4 separate regions of the Acanthopagrus latus genome follow, and regions 2, 3 and 4 are each linked to region 1. The links are chromatin contacts, called in public Hi-C maps. All regions are on one chromosome and are shown on one strand. Each heading gives the region's core, a stretch centred on a gene start, on an enhancer-like site or on the middle of the called end of the contact. The rest is flanking DNA. Distances are from core to core; before and after follow the strand shown. Region 1 holds the start of fam3c (protein FAM3C). Region 2 holds the start of LOC119032920. Region 3 holds the start of lum (lumican). Region 4 holds the start of si:ch211-244b2.4.

The links. A called contact is a pair of places that touch in the nucleus more often than the background predicts.
Region 2: a Hi-C map of muscle shows a contact between it and region 1, with 6 times the contacts expected there. The contact joins the promoter of LOC119032920 here to the promoter of fam3c in region 1. A contact is called at or near these places in 4 of 4 Hi-C or Micro-C datasets (liver and muscle).
Region 3: a contact with region 1 is called in a Hi-C map of liver, with 2.8 times the contacts expected there. The contact joins the promoter of lum here to the promoter of fam3c in region 1. A contact is called at or near these places in 3 of 4 Hi-C or Micro-C datasets (liver and muscle).
Region 4: a Hi-C map of muscle shows a contact between it and region 1, with 3 times the contacts expected there. The contact joins the promoter of si:ch211-244b2.4 here to the promoter of fam3c in region 1. A contact is called at or near these places in 2 of 4 Hi-C or Micro-C datasets (both in muscle).

Annotation. Positions count from the first base shown.
Region 1 is chr14:15,111,380-15,115,269 of fAcaLat1.1, reverse strand. fam3c (protein FAM3C) reads right to left here and starts at 1,299. Exons shown (of 9, transcript XM_037122209.1): 1 at 1,176-1,299; 2 at 721-775; 3 at 508-612. The coding sequence starts at 739. It overlaps si:dkey-159a18.1 (sortilin), which reads right to left. Exons shown (of 22, transcript XR_005079058.1): 18 at 3,353-3,495; 19 at 3,108-3,221; 20 at 2,885-3,029; 21 at 2,698-2,804; 22 at 2,579-2,612.
Region 2 is chr14:15,255,336-15,259,386 of fAcaLat1.1, reverse strand. It overlaps LOC119032920, which reads right to left and starts at 1,436. Exons shown (of 4, transcript XM_037122555.1): 1 at 591-1,436. The coding sequence starts at 651.
Region 3 is chr14:15,322,469-15,326,432 of fAcaLat1.1, reverse strand. lum (lumican) reads right to left here and starts at 1,858. Exons shown (of 3, transcript XM_037122500.1): 1 at 1,703-1,858; 2 at 1-747. The coding sequence starts at 742.
Region 4 is chr14:15,361,649-15,365,873 of fAcaLat1.1, reverse strand. si:ch211-244b2.4 reads right to left here and starts at 1,709. Exons shown (of 11, transcript XM_037122510.1): 1 at 1,694-1,709; 2 at 760-854; 3 at 543-663. The coding sequence starts at 1,709. It overlaps si:dkeyp-38g8.5, which reads left to right. Exons shown (of 4, transcript XM_037122315.1): 2 at 3,449-3,542; 3 at 4,142-4,225. The coding sequence starts at 4,158.

The DNA of each region.
Region 1 (3,890 bases), core at 50-2,549:
ACAGAAAACAAAAGGCAAGATTACTGATTATTAGCCCAGGTCGATTATGGGGGCTGATATTCATGTGCCATTATCTAGCTGTACAGTGCAGGATTTAGCCATAATTATTACCATTCAGTTGTCAACGAGTATAGACAAATTTCTTTTGACATGCATCAGTCTTTAATAAAGCAAATCCATTAGATGAAATTGTTAGAATCGAAGCGTACTTACGGGCTTCATTCACTGGCACCGATCTGGCTGAAAAGCAAGTTAAATACATGCATCTTTGAGAACACTTTCATCTGAAATGGACATATAAAAAGGCAGTTCCGTGGGAAAGTCCTCCATGAAACCCTCATAACACTTAACAACAATGAACCATATTTGGTTTCTGCAGCCTCCAGGCAACACTGCCACAAAACAACCCCTCACAATGAATGGATTAGAAAAGACCTCAGGTTTCCTTAACAACAAAATCTAAACGGTGGCTTGGTTTCGTTTTTTGAGAAAACACTTGGTACTCACACATCATACTGCCCAGTTTAAAATCCGTGTTGATCTCCAGCAGCTGGAAAGCCAGAAAGACAGCCAGGAGGAACGCAAAGATGAGCGCTGCCAACTTCAAAATACCTGAAGAGAGAACAGAGGCAGATGGGTTAACGTGATGAAGCTGTCAGGCGCCATTTATCATCACATTAGCACAATAATGGCTCGGTATCTTAAGTCACATGTGCTTACCGCCGGCCCGAAGCATCATTGCGAGCCTCCAGCCTCTTTTCCCCAAACTAACACCCTGTCATGACAAAACAAAACAAACAAATGCTAGCAGCCAGCTCAGGTCGACTTTCGGTGACGACGCGTTAGCTTGCTAATAACGGTTGACATGGCGCTAAAAGCTAACACCGCAGAAAGTTAGTCAAGTGTTTTAACGTCTCTTTAGCTTTCGCTGACTTAGCTGTCACAAGGAATTCACCTGTTATAATGCATTTAATCTCAGTTACACGCCGGTATTACACTACACATAGCCTGGAGGCTAACGTTATATTTTGACAAGCTAACTGGCGTCAAGTGTGAAAACTGACGTTGACTCGTCCACCGTTACTTCCTCTCTGCCTATCTTTGCTCACTGACAGCAGTAGTGGAAATAACGTGGAAGAAGCTGAATAAGAAGGATGTAAAGATGTTGAATTTACCTGTTCAGTCGCTGTGGTAACCACCTGTACCGGCTGTGGCCGACGGTGTCCCAGACTGGAGAGATCTGTAGGGTGACAGCTGAAATACAGTTCAAGGGGGGAGAGGGGCAGTAGGTGAGATGCTCCACTCTGTCGGAGAAATCGAAGACGAACAAGTCGGGTGAATTATTTTTTCCTTTTTCTTTCATTAAATATTTATTTTCAGACGGGGTTGTCCACTATTCAAAGGGAAATCACCATGTTCTAAGTTGAAATCAACAAGAAACTATTCAAAATTTGCCATAACATTAATAAACACAATGATAGTGCAACATAGAAGATGAAAACAACACTTCCTTTACAGCAATATCTCATTCATTAAACCGGAGGGTAAAAGGGTGATTTCAACTTTTTATCTAGTTAGTTTTGTAGTTTGTATTATGTATCACTAATACAACTTTGTCATCCATAATAATCCCATTCACTGCCTCTCAAAATGAAAATGAAGGAAAAAGTTATTACTAATATTTGTTTTTTAAAACAATGATCTCTACACGTGTAGACTCAAGTGCCATGTCTAATTCAACCATATAACACAGTTCTGTTATGAGCATTGTGCTCTATAGTAAATTGTGGTAGTCGTAGTAGTAGGAATGGTGATTTTTTTTCAGGAGTATTACATCTTCTTAATAACCTATCTTCGTTACACTCGAACCGACTTCCTGATTTTCTTCTTCTCTGTATAAATCGAGGCAGATTAGACATGTGACAACGCCGCCAGCGCCCACTGATGGACAGATGCTTTAAAACCTTTATTGTGCATTTAACTTCACCAGAACATCCACAGTACAAAGAACACATGATAATAAAAAGCTGTATTTTGTTTTTGTTGTTTTTTAAAAATGCACATTTTCTGGATTTGTCTCGTTTGTTTTCACATTGGACAGAAAGTAAAAAAAAGTGCTGCAACACAGAGTAAAACTACAATAATAATAATTACAAAAAAAAAAAGAAATACTGTACACATAAAAGCGAAGCAAAGCAATGAAATAACAGTCAGCTCAATAAATTAATAAATTTTCATGCTTGTCGTTCAGATCCTCGGTGGTGCTGCGGTCCAAACATCAGAGATAAGTCCAACAAAGTCTTTTTTCAGGCTGCCTCCAGCCATGAATCTTTATCACATCCATTCGAACGTGTCATGTGTCATTCAATAAGATCCTGTAGAAAAAAAAAAGGGGGAAAAAGTGTCAGTGATTGTGCGGAAATCACATCATGTGGAAGTTTTTATGAGCTCAAAACAAGACAAAAATAGTGAAATAGTGGTGAATGTGTCTCACGTCATCTGAGTCCTGTTGGCAGGCCGTGCCGTTGCTGCTGGTGGCGCTTTCGAGTTCTGGTGTGACGCCATTCTCATCATCCTGGATCCGCAGGTTGGAGAATCGGTACACTGGTGTCCTGCAGAGGGCGACGTTACACCACAGAGATCAGTTGCAGGTGTGTGTGTGAGATGTGTGCAGCTGTGCACGTGTGTCCGGCTCACCTGTTCCTGTACACCACCCTCCTGACGGCAAAGATGGCGGAAATGACGGCTATCAGGACGACGACGCCAGCCCCCGCACACACCAGGATCAGCACCAGCCTCTCGCGCTGGAAAACATGCAGAGCCGGCATTAATGAAGCTAAAATCTAAACGCCAACGATTAAAGGTGCGCGACAAATCTGCTCACCGGTGTGTCAAAGTCTGCGACTGGAGACAAGGACCTGGTAGACGGAGCGGGGCTGGTATTCACGCCGCAGGGCCTGATGACAGTCTGCACGGCCAGCTGAGGACTGAACCCGCCCTCGCACCTGTCGCTGGCAACCTTCCGGTACCTGCAGATGCAGTCAGAAGTGTGTGAGTGTCTACAGGAGGTGTGTTTGCATATCTAAAGAAGGAGCGACTGTTATTACCCCGCTGTGAGCAGCTCGTCCTCCTCTCCCTCCAGACAGGGCTCCAGGGTTTTGTTGGCGCTGGGTTCCCTCACACACTCCGAGCTGTTCACATGAGGATAGTAGCCGTAGTCGCTGTTGGAGAGGGAAAAGGTCAGGGCTTCACCGACATGCTCCAACACAAGCTCAACCTCTGATAAAAACTGGGCGACGCACCATAAGTAGTCGTCTCTGGTGCACAGGCAGGGGCTTTGCTTCTTGCTCACCACGAAGCTCTTCCCGTTCCTGCACACCGATTGTTTCTTCAGCCTCCGGTACGTCTCTTTGACGCCCAGGACGCAGCCGTTTCTCTCCGAGCCTCCTTCGTCTGTGGAGTGGGCCAGCCACTGTTCATAGTCCTGCTCGTTACCTGAGGAAGGAGATGATGGTGACAACACAGGATGCAGCTGTCAGTGACACTCATTTCTGAAAATGGCAGACAAAATGAAACCAAAAAAATGTTGCAAAGCGAGTCTTAGTCCACTGAGAAACATCATCAAATGGGTTTAATGCACATTTTTCATTGTAAGAGCTGTGTTGCTAGAGATGCGACCAAAATCCATGTTCCATTTACGTCCAGGTGCACTCAAGGCTGCTGCCACTCGAATGGTTGAGGCAAATGTGCCGTCACATCACAACAAACATTAGTACTGCAAAGACAAAACATCAACCATCATTTTATCTCCAAACTCGAGCAGGAAAAATATGAAAAGTACCTGAAGTACTGGGTTTAAATGCCCAAAGTGGGACCCAAGGGACAAAGTC
Region 2 (4,051 bases), core at 187-2,686, 140 kb before region 1:
TGTGAGGGAATACAAAGTAACACTTGTCAACACACATCAGCCATGTTTCCATAATAAAATGTCAGACAGATTTGTTGACAGTGAATGAACTAGGTTATGTAAAGCGTGATTTTGTGAGAGGGTGACCTGATGGAGGCTACATCACACAGGGATGTGGAAGTAAACAGAGGCCAGAGGTAAACAAACCAGGAGACAAACTGGAGAGAACTCTTCAGGAAATCAGTCAGCTAACCTTGGCCATTTTTTGCATGCCGTCCGGAGACGACGAAGAAAAATGCAATCCGCTATGTCCGTTTCTTCTGCAAATCAGTTTCCATCGAACATTTTGCACATTGACTCAAGCAAGCTTACAAACTTTTTCAGCAAGACTTTTTTTTTTTAATTGTTGCCATTGAATATTCTTCAAAATGCTTTATGTAAACACGGCTAGTGTCTCATTTTGTTGGATCAACATCACAACCACCAAAAGTCCCAGATGTCAGTTCTCAAACAGATATTTTCTTTCCTTCTCAGCTCCACTATCTCTGTTTATGCTGGAAGAAAAAGTGTTTGTGTATTTCCTCCAATCATCAGTCTCATAAGAATATCACCTTCTTGTCTGTGTTCTCCGATGATGCAGAGCCGGGCGTTCCTCTCCGGCTCAGCCTCCATCTTCAGGTTTGCGTATCTGTAACAGCAACACAGATATAGAAAAGAACAGCTTGCACAAGTCAGTTCGATTGAAACTTCACGTCAGTCTCACGTCAGACTCACAAGAAGGTCCAACACAACAAAGAAGAAAACATTTGCAGTAACCCACAGTGTTTGAGAGCAGAATATGCATCTGAAGAAACATTTTGAAGTGAAAATCTGGATCCTTGCTGCTAAAAACATGATCTGTTAGTCCACATAGCTTCGTGAACACATGCTGCATGCTGACATCTAGTGCGCACAACACGAAACTGAACTGCAACGCCTGAACCGACCACAGAGCGGCAGCACACGCCCACACATGACTGGCCGGGTTGCCCGTCCAGAGCCTTGTATTGCATAACATTGCATGGGAAAAATAAAGCAGATGGCTGTTCATGTTTTCGTTTGTGTCTGTGCCCAAAATCATCTCTGCTCCTCTGGACCGCGAACAGAGACAAATTACATCATCCGTATGAATATTAAATGGTGGTGAAATGAAAAGCTCAGAAGAAGATGAAGAAGATGGAGAAGAAGAAGAAGAAGCAGAGGGCCTGGAGGAGTCTCTTAACACCTCGAGCCGTGGCATCTCATTTCCTGTCGAAGGTGACGTAATGTTCAGGAGAGGGGGTGTGAAACCAGCGATAATAGAGGAAACCGAAAGGTGGGGGTTGGTTTCTTAGTAGACCTGCACCTGTTTCATGTTTCAGGGTAAAAAATACCACCGTCTCTTCTCTCTGTGCGCCGGCCTTCTGTCTGTTTTGTCATTTTGAGGCTCCATTTTCTCCCTTTTTTCTTTGTAAGACAGCATCGTTTGTTTTTTTTTCCCCCCACCCTCCCATTAAAACCCCCTCATCCATCTCTGAGGCTTTCATATCTCATCGACAGCCTCAGAAATCCCTTTCACCGACACAAAATCTGTCCGTCTGGACTTCTGCCTCCAAGCGAAATCACCTCTACAGTTCAGTGATTGTTCCCCAGTGCTTCCCGAACGCCCCGGCAGCTGCCTCACCAGTTGCCCCCTCCTAACCCCTTCGAGTTTTTTGGCAGAGCCCCAAATGTCGGGGAAATCATTTTGAAATGATCAGAAGAATAATCTGTTGTTTGTTTTTTTCCTTACTAGGTCGCTGGTATGAATCAGAACATTCTCTCTGGTGGCGTGTTACAGATGTGGTTAAAAGCTCGGATCTAAGAAAAACAACCTTTTCATAGCTTGTCTTCGAGGTATTTGTCTTGAGTTTGTCACCCCACAAAAACAAAAAACAGAAAAAAGCGGAGGTCAGGGCAGGTAAATGGTCTCAGTCCAGTGTGGAATTTGCATGAGGTTTTAGTTTACTGGCAGCTATGAATGATGTGTGACTTTTTTAGTGTATGTGCGAGTGCTGGTGCACCGCAGGGCCTCTGTATCGATGTGGGTTATGGTAATTGGACAGATAATTGATGACAACATTAACACACGGCTTGCCCTGAGGTTGTTTTTTGAGGAACGCGCAATCTAATTTACAGTAAACGTCGATATTTTGTGACTAGAGGGTATAAATCCAGGGAAAAGGGAGAGGAAAAGGGAGCAAAAAGAGGTAAATAAAGGCAGTAGAAGAAGAAGAAGAAGCATTGAGTGACAACACGGCTGTTTAAAAATAAACCCTCCCCCAAACTCTCCCATCTGTTCGGAGTCTGACTGGTGGCTGTATCGGTGGCGGCGGCGGCGGCGGCAGGGAGGGGGTTAACAGAGCCAAAGGACAAAGGTCACAGACTGTGATCAATGTGTTGGCTCAGAGCGTCGGACCCACATTCGTGTGCAGTGCGACAACAGCACACAATGGAAATGGACTTTGCCTTCCTGTAGGAGCACCTACCTTCTGTTCACGTATCCTCCTCAGTGGCGTGAACTTATATTTCAAACTGAAGAAGAAGAAAAGCTTCAAGAAGTACCAAGAACATTTACTTGGTAACACTTCATGATAAACGTCATCCGGCCGGTTTATAGTCACTTAAACGCTTGTAAACAAACGATGACGTGCGTTATAAACCATCGTTGTTTGTTGTAAAGTTCTGATTACATTTTTGTAGTTCATCTGTAAATAAATAAAACATTTCATTGTTTGTTAACAGTGAAATAACTATTAACTAATGCTTAATTAACTATTTCACATTTTACTCCATCACGTTTACTGGACAGCTTCAGTTATAAGAACATATAAAAAAAAACTTGCGAAATATGACGTTTTGTTATAGATAGAACTACTATGACTATTAATCCATTGACAAAAACATGTAATAATTATTTGGAATTACTTGATAATCTATAATCAAAGTAATACGTAGTTATTTATGTAAAAAATAATCAACGTTTTATGCTACTAGTTTCTCAGATGAGAGGATTTACTTTGATTTAATTTTTTTAGTGAAGTCATTTGTGTTTTGTTGCACTTAGTATTTACTTAGTTCACTTATTTACTTACTTACTTCCTGTTAACTTATAACTTATTTACTAACTAATTTCACTTGGTTACTTCCTTTGTTATTTTCTTTTTTACTATTCCACTTATTTGATTAATTAAACTTTCTTCACCTAGTCTCTTACTTTGTTACTTACTTTACTTATTTACTCATTTATTACTTACTTCAATTACAGCATTTACTTAGTTACTTTCTTCTGAATGCTTCTTTTACTGCTGCATTACAGTAAAATCTCCCCGATTAGATATTATGTCCCATATTTCTGTATCTTTTGGTATAATGCATGTAACGCCATGTCTGCGCCTGGAGCTAAATGTTCATGTTGACTTGCAGATTCTAACACACATTTTCTGTCAATGTCAATAACTTTCACAGTCCACAGTGTTGATACTTCTGCTATCAGACATGTGAGGATGAAGAACATGTTAACGATCGGAGGGATCGGGCTGCACGCTGGAGACTTGATGGATGGTTTCTATTAACGGCAGATTATTGGCACTTTTCTTTTAGACGTTCCTGAACATCCAATATGTTCGAAACGTCAAGAGAAATAAAAGTGAAAAAGAAAAATGGGAGCGTAAGTCAGGAAATCTGCCTTTTGTGTGAGAATAAGGGAGAAACAGGAAGCGCACTACATTCTGCCATACTTCTCTTCTATATCCAAATATTGTTCCTGATTTTCCTCCAGAGCGGCTCGGAGCAATCATGAGCGAGGGCCTCATCACCGCCTGTAACACGGTGTTGTCTTAACCCGGCCTGGAATAGCTCCACCAAATTAAACCTGTGTTTTCGTTTCACTTCGGAGTTCTTGTGTGTCAGAAGATTTTCAACGGGGGCACGAAACTTTGGAGGAAGAGGGAGAAGACGGGGGAATGTTAAATAGGAAAAAAAAACAATTTTAGACTTTCGGGGCTCTTTCTGC
Region 3 (3,964 bases), core at 609-3,108, 210 kb before region 1:
AGTCCACCAGCTTGTTGTGGGAGATCCTCAGGTACTGCAGTACGGGCAACTTGTTCAGGTATCCTGCTCCGACACCATCAATGTCGTTGTAGTCAGCATAGAGCATTTCCAGTGAACTAGGGACTCCGGCCGGCAGCTTCTTCAGCTTGTTGTGGCTCACATCCAGAGACAGCAGCTTCTTCAGCCCTTTGAACGCCCCTGCGATGGCATCGGAGGTCAGCTGATTGTGCTGAAGGTTGATGGAGGTCAGATTCTCCTTGTCGGACAAGAGTCCAGAGGGAAACTTGGACAACTTGTTGTGCATCATCTTCAGCTCATCGAGGGACTTTGAGGGAGGGATGATTGGCTCTGTTAGTTCGTTGTTACTAAAGAACAGCTTCTCCAGGACTGTGAGTTTGTCGATCGTGCCCTTTTCGATCTTACCATTGGTAATCTGGTTGTTGTCAAGTACCAGCCAGCGAAGTGTATCTGTAACATTATCAAACACTCCTGCCTTGATCTCTTCAATCTGGTTGTTCTGGAGGTACAGGTACTTGATCCCTGTTGGGACGAATGGAACAAACTTGAGCTTGCGGGTGTCACAATACATGGCGCTTGGGAAGTTTATTGGGCACTCGCATTCTTGATGACAATTGGGCCCTGAGGGTCCCAGCATGGAAACAGGCTGGTAGTCGTAGTCATAATACTGGCACAGGGCCACTGTGACCAATGCGGCCAACAGGGGTAGACGGAGAGGAAACATGGCTTCTGGGGATCCAAGAGACAGAAGGGAGGGGAAGAGAGGGGATAACATTGAAAAGTTAGATGGGGCAAGAGCAACAAAAGTAATATATGGATCTGATTTGTTCAAAGAAAACTGAATGACAAAGAATTCATAAAACTATAACTTTTAAACGATTGTACTCCAAAAATATTAATCTAACAGCCTCCGCCCCCTACATGCACCCTATCACCACACCCACTCCCCAGAGTATTTTATAATCGGTCAGGAGTTCATGGAAACCGACTGGAGACCAGTGAGCCCTAGATTCCTTGATTCAATTATCTGTTTTGAGCCACATCATTACAGCTGCAGCTTGAACGAAACTGCGGTGCTCCCAGCACCACTTCATCTATACATCTGGCACATTTCTACATAAGCCAGCGATGGGAACAATAATTCAACACAGATGTTCAAAGAGTACACAATATATGTGCATATACAGCGATGTTTAAGTCTTGTTTTACGTGTGAAACGCACAAGTTGAGTGTGATGGTAAGCAAACACATGGAAGAAGGAAGTAAAAGCAGATGTATTATTGAGTTTAGGATCACAGCTGTGGAAAATCAAATTCCTTCAGACAATGCAAAACCAGAGTGATTCATTCCAGACCAATGAAAAATGCAGACAGAAGCCAGATCCAAGTGCAACAGATTGTTTTACCAAGACTAAAGTCGCCGAAACTTATGAAACAGTCCTTGAAGGGCGGTGTAGATCTTTATAAAACATGTAAGATTTAAGTTGTTTTTCTTAGAATCATGTGCAAATCGGTCCAACTTTTAAAACATTTTTTTAATTTCATGCACTGGTATTTCTTGTCCTCTCTGCTGCAGCATTAGCAAGCCCAGCAGTGGCAGCTGAGAGTCCCATCCAGAAAAACAGTAGATGAAGAGGAATAATCAGACAGGAAATCACAAATCCATGCCTCTAATGCAAGCTTACCTGTGGCTCTTTCTCTCTTCGTGTGCGTGTGGGGTGGAGGGCCAGTAGGTAAGAACAGTGTGGTGTTCAAAAACTGGAAGTCTCTGGAGAAAAACACAGAGGGAAAGAAGGAGAGAGAGGGAGGAGAGAGAGGGGGGGTTAGATGGAGAGACAGAGAGGGAAAAAAGGGAGGGGGAGGAGGGGGGAGGCTTCTTCAGCAGGCTGGAGTCAGGTCGTCATATAAATTGAAGGTGTCATCAGCATGAATGTCTGCGGGAGCATCATCCAAAAAACGTCTGTTGACTAACCAAGAGCAGGTGCAACGAGAAACGGCAATATTTTACCTCGGAAAAGCTGAAAACTTATATGATACTGTTACAGTACCTCCACCTTTTCCCAGCGTTTATGCCCTTAACAAACACGACCCACTTCTAGTGCATTCCGGTAATTATCCTCCAAACAACCACCCCCAAAGTTTAAAAAACTCTGGTTGAGGTTGGGTAGGCAGTCTGTGGAAAAATCTTAAGAGTAGGAGAAGTGTGGAAAAATGTGAAAACGATCTTTGGCAGCCATTTAACCCAGACTCCCCAGTTACGAAGGAGAATAAATTCAGCTGTACCTCTCGAAGCTGTGAGTAAGGTTTTGGAAAATCTGACAAAAAAAAGGTTACGAGGCGGCCAGAAGAAGACTTGCGTAAGACTTGACGCAAACATTTCTCCTTCTGTTTTTCAAACAAAGGCACAGCACTTTAGGTAACTGCAGGTTGAGGCTGATCCAATTGATCCCATATGCCTTTGTTATGAATTATTCTGCGTACCTCCACATTTCTTCCTCCTTGCACACAAATAAAGAGACAGTTGAACAAAATGGACCAGGGTGGGGTTCTACTCATCCGACAGATGCAACTGAAGCAGGGGGGCTGGGGGAGATAATTAGCCAAATGGTTTTCCCATTTGTTGGTAGACGTCCATCACACCATCACAGCATGCCGGGAATTGACGGCTGGATTCAATTGGTCGCAGTGCGGTCTGCCTCTCAGCTCACATACCATCCATAGAGTCCGTCTTGGATGCATTTCTCATGTGTGGTAAACTTTCATACCTCACTTTCAACCTAACTCAAGATCCCAAGAAATTCCCAAGAAATGTAAGAAAATAAGCTCATTATGCATTTTTATATCAGAAAATTTGAGTCATTCGACCTCCTGTTTAGAATTGTTTTTTCCTTGCACACATCTGTGGGCTTGTTTGACCCATTAAATCCTTATTTCTTTATTATCTTATTACCTCCAACAAGGAAGTTATGTTTTGCCTTTGTTTGTTTGTCAGCAGGATAACACCAAAACTACAGAGCGGATTTCCATGAAACTTGGATAGAGGGTGGGTCTCAGCCCAGATTAGACCCCATTAACTTTTGATGCATATACAGGAATTGTTTCCTACTTTCTTTACCATCCCAAGAGAGGACATTTTTAAACCTTCTAGTAAATTTCTCAGGGAAGAATACACGGATCTTGATGGAAGAAATAAGAGGTGTTCAAGTCCTGCTATCTATGGGTGATGTGGATCGAAACATCTGTAACTTGCACATATTTAGACAAGGCTTGATTGAGTAAAATGGATCTGTTCGGCCTTGGCTGTGTTATGCGCTCAACTGACTGCAATTATTTTCAGTTTGGGTTTTCATTGTGTAGCTTTTTCCAACAACTCACTTGATGTCTTGTTGTTTATTGTGTCACTTTCGACTATTACGATTGTGTAAGTCTAGCCAAGCTTGTGCAACTAACGCAGCAGTGCAAAACAACGTTGCAAGTCTTTTCATTTTCATGGCCCCCCCAGGGTTGATTTGAACACAAGATGTACTAAGTATGTTGCATGAAGGGAAGGGTAGGGCTGGTGCTGAGTGGCCTAAAAGACGCTGTTGTAAAACTGTTGCACAAACTCAGACACTGAAAAACAAATGCGGGGGGAAGGAGTATCAAGACCAAAGCAGTTTGTAATTTCAGTAAACATATAAACAAAACCTACATAATGAGATACCCAGTGGTAATTCCCAACAGTCAGTCATCTGGATAAACTTAAAGCATCTCACACTAGTCCTACAACTAGTTCCTCTGTCTGCAGCATTAAAAGTACTTGCCTTTCTTCTGTTTCTGTGAGTCATTTCTGTCTCTGGAACTTTGTTTCTGTATAATAGATAAAAAGACAACTCCCTTTTCTACCCACTCATGCGTCATTCAGTGATAGATGACAGTAGCATCACAGGAGATGCCCCGAATGCTGT
Region 4 (4,225 bases), core at 460-2,959, 250 kb before region 1:
CATTATGAGGTTATAATGTAAAAAATATAAAGATATTTTGTTTTGTTAGTTTGTTTTACTGTCCTGTGGCGGCAAAATAAAGAGTGCAGCTTTAAGTTATCTAATCTAACATCTGTATCCATCATGTTTCAAACCTGACCAACAGGTAAAAAGCACAAACTGGATATAAAACTACCGTCATACTGTCTCAAAATAAAATGTGAAACTCGCAGGTATCGCTGATGATTTGTCTATTTGTCTTAAGCACAAACCTCTGACTTTAAACTGTCTTTTCTCAACCTTCCATTTGTTATAATAGAGACATTACTGGTTAATTACAAATTTAAACCTACTTCTGTTTCCTTAAACTATTTAAAGTGTACAGTATATTAGTACGTGCATATCTAGTCTGATGATTTAAGGAGTTTAAAGTGTAAATGTTTTGAAATTAAGACGTGGATCAGAAATAAAGACCATCTAACCTCAAGTCTCCTCCTCATCCCTCGTCTGGTGTGAAGCTCCGCCTCTTGCGTCAGAGGACGCTGCGTCATGGTTCAGCTTACATTCAGTCCCGTAGCGACAGTTTCCTGTCAGTGCGTACCTGCAGACGTGCAGGTACGAGCACCTGGCGCCGTCCCGGCAGCCTCCTTTGTTGTAATACCTGCAGGGCTCTCTCACAGGAGACTTTAAAGGGAAAACACAGGAGATGTCATTCATGACTGAAGAGGCAGATGGAGTTATAGTTGTGTTCCCAGAAATATTCCCCATCCAGAAACAAACCTGAGAATCGTTTTCCCCGTCTGATCCGTCTGACTCGCTGTCTGACTCATTGCTGACGTAAGACTCACCGTCAGAGAGAGATTCCTCTTCAGACTCTGGAATGTCAAGTGTTTAGGAAAGCCTTTAAAACTCAGCAGCTACAGTGTACATGACATTTAAGGACAACACAATATCATACGGGTTCCCTTTGTTTATATGTGGTGGACCCTGCCACCTTTCCAGCCTCAAACAGTGTTCTGAGACCTCGTTTTCCTCTGAGAACAGCTTGTTTATTCACTTATGGTCAAAATTATTACCCCTTTAATATTATAAATATTACAATTCTATTTTAAATTATTCTACAGCTCCCCTAACACACGTGATATTCTCTTTGGTACATGTACAGTTGATCTGCTGCCCCCTGCTGGACAATTACCAGCTTTAGTTTTAGACTGTATACTGGTCATGACCTACCTGGTTGGAAAATACTTGAGAAATGATGTAAAGCTATTGAACGCACCTTCAATTTAACACCATGTCAATTAGATATTACAGTAAAGCGTGATTTTAAACCACTACACTGATGTCGGTCTATTAATAGTTACATGAACATCCTACAGAGAGAGTGCGAGCTCCACTTTTTCCACAGAAACGAAAGTGAAACTTTTTTCAGGTAATCACGGTGAAAAGTTGAATTAATAACGTGTTCATAAGACTAAAGATTTGCACCATTTCCTTCCTCTAACATGACGCATATCAACACTTGTGTTGAGTTTTGTTTCGATATGGAGATCTATCTCTGAATGTCACATGTAAATAAACACATAAACAGACACACACTGGACACAAGCAGCTCTTATTATGAAGGAAAACCAGAAGGAAGTGTTCATATTGAATTTAACACCGCAGATTACTAACAAAGCGCTGCAGTAATTAGTGTTTAAATGGTACTTACCGTGAGCAGTCGCCATTCTTCTGTTTGATACAGCCTACTTTCGTTTCATGATCGTATTTTTCAGATAAACTCCAGCCCCACCCACAGCTGGAGTCTGCCAAGAGGCTGGCACTGCTGAAGTGCCTCAGAGCAAGAACTCCCTCAACCATGGGCTATTTTAGGTCTGGAGAAATCCCCAAATTCCTGAACACATAATTTACTCTCCGTCATAAATCACTTAAAAAATATACATAAAAATAATGTTCTCGAGTTGTCTCATTATCTCTATTATTGTGTAACTGTATGAATTGTACTGTTGTTTATCTTTCATCTGGGATTTTTCATGTTTTTTATGTCTCTGTAAACAACTTTTTAAATAAAAGTATATAAGTCATTATTATTATTATTATTATTATTATTATTATTATTATTATTATTATTACTATTCTTATTATTCTTATTATTATAAAGTTAAGGAGTGCAGGAGTTTATTGGTGTTTTAAGAAAACTCATGTATAAGTTGTATCTCTTGTCTTTGTCTAAATTTCTCTGAAAATGAAATCATCCTGGTTTTATCTAACGTATCTTTTTAGCTCTACTTGCTACCAATCCCTATTGCGTGGACATTATTACAGCTAACACACTAATATATACTAAAATATCTTTTATTGACATTTATTATGTAATTTATTTTGTGGAATGTCTTTTATCTGGACCCTGAGTCTGTATTAATTAATAATTGATTTAATTTTAGTTGAATGAAAATAAATATAAATCAATAACAGTGTACATGATGATAAACACAGACATATTACTGAAAGAAGGAAAACAAAGCTAAACAGAGCAAAGCAACATACACATACATAAAGATATATATAATGTATACGTGTAAAACAACACACACTGTATATAAAAAGGTCAAAATTGTACGGATGATGTAAAAAAAACACATTATTTACATACAAATCAATCAAATAATAAACAAATTAAATTTAGTAATCAATTATAACACCAGAAACATATACAAACAGGGTGGAAAACACAAAAAACTGCAGTCTGATCACAAGAAGCTGGAGTACACGAAACAACCACAACGCTGGCTGGCGGTAGTGAGCTCATTCCACCGTTGGCGCCACCCCGTACATAGAGTGCGTTAAGGGCGCTCTGTTTAAAAACACGCGAAGAAGAACATAGGGTCCTTCTGGAGCCGGAACGACCCAGCGACCTTTTCCTACGAAGGGTACTTGAGAAAAAGAAGGACGAACACAAATAGGGGAAAATGGAATTTCAGGATCACGATTACACGAACAACGGCTCTGATAGAGCCAACCCCATGGAGTTCACGTATAAAAGTAAGTACGGGCGGCAAGAAATGTCAAGTTTTAACAGAGCTAGCTAACGTTAGCGAGGGCACCTAGCAAGTAGGCTCCATGGTGGAAGTACCCGAGAAGCACGCTTTTCATCCAACAACATGCTTCAGCCCGACCCCCACTCATAATAGAGGCTGTGTTTGTTGCTACGCGAACGAATAATGACACGACATCAAACTAAGATGATACATAAAGTGACTAACAGTTGAGTTGTTGTGAGCTAACACCTGTTGCAAAGTTGGTCTAACAGGGTGATGGTGTCTCACCTGAGTTAAAAAGGAAGGAGACAAAGTATCCTGTAGTCCCATTAGATATTAAAACAAATACTGACAACTGAGGTCACTACAGGCTGAATCACAGTACTGACTGCATGTATTACACTTCTGTTTTCTTTTCTCTCATTCAGTGAGCTCAAAGGAAATTGAAGACTTTGTGAAGCTGAGGGTTACAAATAAAAACCTCTTCTCTGGGAGGAGAAACACTTCACTGTGGGCATGGAGGTATGCCGGCTAGTTTACTGTGTGAAAATACTAAATAGAATGAACACAGCAGGAAGTACCGTGATGGGGGAATTATGTGCCCGTTTTTGTCTCTCATACCTGTAACATTTTAACATTCTGTCACATATTTAAGTTTTGAAAATGTTATTTGTATTATTTTAACAACCTAATGATGCCTATATCTGTTTCCATCCTCTTTGTTTTTGCTTGTTTGAATGGCAGAGGTGAGGGTTTACCCATTAACAGCCTGTGGTTTAATTTCCCAGCAGATACAAAACACAGTTATTTTGTGTTTGAGGATGTGTTTGGCCTTTGAGGATGTGTTTGGCCTTTTTGATAAGGTAGAAAATAGAAAAAGAGTTCCCAAAGCACACATGACAAACTGTGTATTCAAAATTTGTGTTAACATTTACATGGGAGGAGCTGAAATCAGTGACTTTTGGGGTATTTTTTGCTTGAAAACAATGACCACAACAATAATTACATAATCATGATAGATGATGATACATTATCTGTCGATCAGCTCACAGAGAAATCACCTAATTGTGTCAGCTCTTGTGTTTTAGTGCGCCATTAACATGATTGTATTGTATTTTCAGGGCCATCCTGAAACATATGGGCTTGCAGCACATGATGACTCACAGACAAGCATCCAAAAAATGGGAAAACTTGAAGAAAAGATA